2 separate regions of the Zea mays genome follow, and region 2 is linked to region 1. Evidence: chromatin contacts called from public Hi-C data. All regions are on one chromosome and are shown on one strand. The core of a region is the stretch at or near the end of the contact, and the rest is flanking DNA. Distances in the headings are between cores, read along the strand shown.

Region 1 (2,869 bases), core at 202-2,701:
CCGCCTCTCCTTGCGGCCCTGCGCCGTGACGATGTTCTGCTGGTTGTCCATGCACTTGCGCACCTGGATGAGGCAGTTCTGGAACACCACCTGCGCGTTGCCGAAGATGAAGTCGATGGTGCCCGTGATGACGCAGTCGCGGTAGTACTGGCGGCTCGTGTGCGTGTACAGCGTGTCCTGGTACCCGTCGAACCGGCACTCGTAGAACGCCGACATGTCGCTCTGCACCCGCAGCGCCACCGCCTGGTGGTTCTTGGCTCCCGCCGTGTTCTTCACGCCGATCCCGCGCATCAGGAACCCGTTCCCGATCGCCTCCATCGTGGCCGTGTCCTTGGTGGTGATGTTCATCATGAAGCTCTTGTGGCCCGTGATCACCGTCTTGGTGGCGCCGTCGCCGACCATCACCAGGTTCGTCACGTTCCGGGCCACGGACACGTACTCCCTGTACTTGCCGGCCTTCACGTACATGACGTACGTGGTGGCGCTCTTCAGCGGCACCTTGGCCAGCGCCGCGTTGATGGTCCTGAAGTCGCCGCTGCCGTCCTTGGCCACCGTCACGTCGGGCCTGAAGCCCTTCTCGCCGGGGGAGACCAGCAGCAGCCGGCGCTTGGCGTCGGGCATCCACGAGGGCGCGCCGCGGGCGTGCTCCGCGAGGAGCCGGCGGTGGAAGCTCGGCAGGCCAAGATTGGCGAGCGTCTCGGAGAACTCGTCCACGAGCGCCAGGATGTTCTCCGTCAGCTCCTGCGAGCTGTTGAGCGCCTTGCGCATCTTGCCCGCGGCGGGCGTCGTGGTGTTCTCGAACCCGTCCAGGCACGTCTCCTGGTACGTGAGCGCGGAGCTCAGCCACGTCCGGAGGTCGTCCACGGCGCTCTTGAAGTTGGTCATCTCGAAGCCGCCGAGCCTGTCGAACGTCGTCCGGAGGTCGTCGATGGCGTAGTCCAGCAGCTCTCCGCAGTTGTGGAGCGCGCCCGACGTGCGCCGGTCGTGCTTGAGCTCGTTGAGCAGGGCGGACTCGCGCACGGCCTTCGCGATCCGGTCGGACGTCACCTTGAAGATGGCCTTGGCCAGCTCCGTGGGGCTGGTGGCGTTCCCGGCCGCCGCCTCCAGCGCCTTCTCGCACGTCTCCCTGTAGTCCACGGGCTGGCAGAAGGACTTGATGGACTTCACCGACGTGGACATCTCGCCCTCCTCGGCCCTCCCGCCATCGCCGCTGCCTTTGAAGGAAACGACGCAGATGGTGGCCACCACCGCCACGACCAGGACGGTCGATGCGCCGATGACGGCGCCTTTCATCGCAGGGTACGCACGGCCTAGATGTCCAATTTGCGCAAGCTCACACACGCATACGGCATACAACACACAAACACAGTATATGTAGTCTGAGTGCAATGTGGTAGGTATTTAGTGCCCCCAATCACACCAATAGAAAAGTCGACACTCTATGTTTTGGTGTGAATTGGAGTACCGAGCAAGAGCATCGAGACGAATTTTTATACTGCGCTATAGGCAGCGTCAAAACTGGGACATGGCGAAGAGGGACGGTTGTGCATTGGCGTTGGAGCCGAAGTAAAGGGAGAGCCAAGCAACGACGACGGACGGCGGTCACTGGTGTAGCGTTTGTTCGGAAAAAAATTGTTTGCGATTTTTTTTTTCTAGAAAAAGTTTTGCCAGGCTCGCGCGTTTCGGCCTTTCAGCGGAAATGATCTAATAAGAAGGCAACACTGCTGTACAGAGATAATCTCGGTGTCTGTTACCTAATATGTAACCTAACATGCTAATTATAAGAATGCAACACACTTATATCATAATAGATAAACTGAATTATAAGATTAAATCAGATGATGAGTACCGATCGAACATACTGATTGACAACGTGGAAGCTAGCAGGGTCAACGTGGTCGATGGCGAGAAAAACATGAGTAGTCGCGTGAATACGCTTCTCAAAAAACTTATTTTTCTTCTCCTGGTACAGAATCTCGAAGGCAACAGGTTCCGGAGACATGCTCTCCCGATCACAGGTGCACATCGGTGCTCGGGATAAAGAAGAGTACATCGACGACGCAGATAACAAAGGAAAACCTAACTAGTGCTCAGGGTATTTCTAGCTAGGGTTGTCAACAGTCACCTCGGTGGTGGTGGCGGCCGCAGCTACAGGGGAGAGGAGGGGGGCGCAGGGTAAGGAGACGGCCGCTACTTAGGGAGGAGAGGCCGCGGCTGGGGCGTCCACGACAGGAAAGAAAGTGGGGGCGTGCGGCGGATGCGGTTGTGCAGCGGCGGCTACGGATTAGGGAGGGAAGGAGAAAGGAAAACCTACTTATACCATGTAGGAAACAATAATACTATCAGGATTAAATGTTGTATTAATAGCATGAGTTAGCTGTGTCTGTCCAATTATACAAAGGTAAGAGGGTAATTACATAGGATAAACCTCAAACCCTAAGCGGGTCCGTACTGTTCTAGCCGAAACTGATATTTTTCTCTGAAGCATGGATACTTCAGGAAGGAGGCATTGCTGTACAACGCTACGCCTCAATCAAAAGATGAAAAAAATGAACAAAGCATGAGATCGCGTTCTCGGCACTTGTGCCCATGTTGCAGCACTGACAGAATAAGCAATTAAAGCAAAAAAAAAAACGAAATGAGGCAGCTAGTCCAGACGAATGGCGGAACCCTGCCTGTTCCTTCGCTTTCACAGAAGCGAGCAGGGAGAGAGAGGGGGGACCAAGAACGCATTCCGCTCTGGTTGGGAGTTGAGACGTTTCCGTGGTCCACGGAGTCCCGGGACACAACTAGAGAGCTACTCGACCGGCGACGCATGCATTTGCTCCGGCTCAAGCGGGCGGCTGATGGATGGCAGGAGATCAAGCAA
Region 2 (3,179 bases), core at 677-3,176, 200 kb after region 1:
TTTCAATTGGTATCATTTCATATTTCATATTCTTGCTCGTACCAAGGTTTGAAATGTAGAAGTTGTCTCCCTGGGCCTGACAAGTTCAAGTGCATTACCTTGGCAAGTATTCATCATTTGTATACACATATTAAGAGGGAGCAATGACATACGCTTTATCTTTGAGACTAATGTCATTTCAAGTCTATTCTGTGCTTATGTCTCAAACTGAAAGTGAAGTGGAGTTTCGGGCAAAGAAAAGCGCTCTGACTGCACACTCGATCGGTATAAAATATCTCTTGCTCAAACTCATGTTCTTAATTACTATATTCTCTTAATTATCTTCTTTTTGGTGCTTAATGCAAAGGGGGAGGGGATTATTAGGACCAAAGCAAAAGGACCACACCGCCACCTTATTTTGATTTTTTATCATTTCAAACTTGATATCTTTTTATTTTAAGAAAAACCATCTTGACAGCTAAAAGGAGAATTTTTTTTCCAAAATGAGGGTGGAATTTTCAAGGGGAGAACCCTTTTTGGCCAAAGCAAAAGTATTTAAAAAATGGGGATAAATTTTCAAACTTAATAAATTCTTGAGAAAAATGAAATTTTTATCTTTTTCGGCCAAATACATACAAGAAACTCTTTGAAAAGATTTAAAAAATTTGCAAAATCAAAACTCAAGTGGTGCAAACGTGATCTAAAACATCAAATATTCAAAACAATTCATATTGTACTTAGACTTGATCTTACCTTAGTTTCTTATGAACTCTTGAAAATGTTGCAAACTAGTTATAGGGCCTGTTTGATTCAGCTTTTTTCTGACTAGCTTTTCTGAAAATCTGGCTGCGAGGAGAATCTGGCTGTGGGGAGAATCTGAGTATTATTAAGATTACGTGTAGAGGAAGATAAATTTCTTCATAGGGCTCAGGATCTAGAAAGTGACGGATTCCTACTATTACAACGACTCAACCGATTATGTGTTTATGTTGATTTTGGATGGTTTTTGTCCCAACAAATTTTATAGAAGCTGACTGAAAAGCTGAGTGTTTGGTAGTCCGCAGCAGCTTTTGGTGGCCAGAAGTTGCCAGAAGCCGAAACAAACAGGCCCATAGTTGTTTTGGTGCTTGATAACCATCACAAAGATTTGAACTAACTAGCTAACTAGTTTGTGGGATGACATATCCAAAAGAATATAGTCAATATAAATGAAAACCGTAGTAAACACACAAGCATTTGCTAGTTTTAACTTTAGTCGCAAATACTCACCAGTACATACACGTCTGTCTATCCGCCCCCAACAAAACACGCACGGGACTGGGCACGTTCTTTTTCCGAAACATGGTAACTGACCGTGTGTACAAAAGGCCTTCCCATTTGTTTACAGAAAATGACTCGATTTCCTTACCAACTCCGCGTGCACCAAAGCGTGTTCCTGGAAACATCGCGCTGCCTCTCTGCACCATGGTCCATGAATCCTGGACCCACTCCTTGCTTCTCTTCACTTTCACATGCCAACATGCGCCGCGGCCCACGGCCCGGCCGTCCTGAACCTCTCCTCGGCACATGCGCGGGCCCCACTTTACAAGCGACAGTAGCCCCATCCGCAGCCGTGCACGCTAGAATCGGACGGCTTGCCGCGCATCTCGCCCGTCCGCGGCGCCGCTGCCCGAACCGAACCCTACCGTTTCAACCAGGCGCCGCCTCTCCGCGTCCGCTGAGTCACTGCCTCCTGGGCCCGGACCCACACGCCCCTCGTCAATCAACATCAACTCACGCTCCTCATCATCCCTCCACTGGAAACTGGACCCCCTCGTCGTCTCGTCTCTTTTCCTGCCGGCGTCGATTCCCACTCCGTTTTGTTAAAAACCGATCGTTTTCTCCATTTCTTTGTAGGGACTAGTAATAGATAGACAGCAGAGGGAGAGACGACAGGCGTAGCTAGCACCAGCACTCAAGCTACTACGCACGCACGCCGCCGCTCCCCCAGTTCAAACCCACCACCCCTTCCCCCTTCATCTTCCTTTCCCAGCTGTGCACGCGCTTTCCGATCGCTTCATCTACCTCGCCACCGCGCTTCCGCCCAGCCCCAGTCACCAGTCCACCGCGCCCGCGCCCCCGATCCAGCGATATGGCTGGCTCCGTAGCTCCCCACGCTGTGGTCCTCGGTCTTCTCCTGCTCGCGGGGCTCGCGGCGGCGCAGAGGGCGACGACGCCGGCTGCGGCGGCCCCCGCGCCCGACCCCGGCTGCAACGGCATCCAGCTGACCTACAACTTCGTGGACCGCACCAAGATCCGGCCCTTCGTCAGCGACAAGAACAAGCAGCCCTACGCCTTCCGCGCCAACGTCACCGTGCTCAACTCCGGCACCCGCCCGCTCAAGTCCTGGGCGGCACTCGTCACATTCGGCTACGGCGAGATCCTCGTCGGCGTCGACGGCGCCGTGCTCACGGGCGGCGGCGACCTGCCGTACAACACCACGGAGGACGCCGGCAACGCCACCTCGTTCTCCGGGTACCCGCATACAGACCTCCTCACGCCCATCGCCACCGCCGGGGACCTGTCGCAGATCCAGGCCTCCGTCGGCATCGTCGGCACGCTCTTCGCCGGGCCCGGCCCGTTCGTGCCGCTCCCCACCGCGCTGTCGCTGGACGACCCGGCCTACGCGTGCCCGGCGGCGACCAACGTCACTGCTCGGGTGCTGTCCACGTGCTGCGTCCTCACGCCGGAGGCCGAGGCCAACGCCACTGCCATCGACGCCAACACCACCGACCCGACCAAGGATTTCCTGCCGCGCGGCACCGGCGACCTCGTCATCACCTACGATGTGCTCCAGGCCTACCCCTCCAGCTACCTTGCGCTCGTCACGCTCGAGAACAACGCCAAGCTCGGCCGCCTCGACAACTGGCGGCTGTCGTGGGAGTGGCGGCGTGGGGAGTTCATCTACTCAATGAAAGGAGCTCACCCATCAGAGGTGGACACCTCGGGCTGTATCTGTGGGGCGCCTGGGCAGTACTACCAGAGCCTTGATTTTTCGCAGGTGCTCAATTGTGACCGCAAGCCGGTGATCCTTGACCTGCCCCTGTCCCGGTACAACGACACTCAGATTGGGAAGATTGACAATTGCTGCAGGAATGGGACAATCTTGCCCAAGTCCATGGACGAGGCACAGTCGAAATCTGCGTTCCAGATGCAAGTTT

What was found. Hi-C and Micro-C count contacts between places; a contact is called where the count stands out from the background.
Region 2: a Hi-C map of endosperm shows a contact between it and region 1, with 2.6 times the contacts expected there. The contact joins the promoter of LOC100279563 here to the promoter of LOC107648854 in region 1. A contact is called at or near these places in 5 of 25 Hi-C or Micro-C datasets (bundle sheath, ear, endosperm and 2 more).

The regions. Positions count from the first base shown.
Region 1 is chr1:47,134,777-47,137,645 of Zm-B73-REFERENCE-NAM-5.0, forward strand. LOC107648854 (putative pectinesterase/pectinesterase inhibitor 58) reads right to left here and starts at 1,452. Exons shown (of 1, transcript NM_001323628.1): 1 at 1-1,452. The coding sequence starts at 1,293.
Region 2 is chr1:47,330,245-47,333,423 of Zm-B73-REFERENCE-NAM-5.0, forward strand. It overlaps LOC100279563, which reads left to right and starts at 1,927. Exons shown (of 1, transcript NM_001367914.1): 1 at 1,927-3,179. The coding sequence starts at 2,111.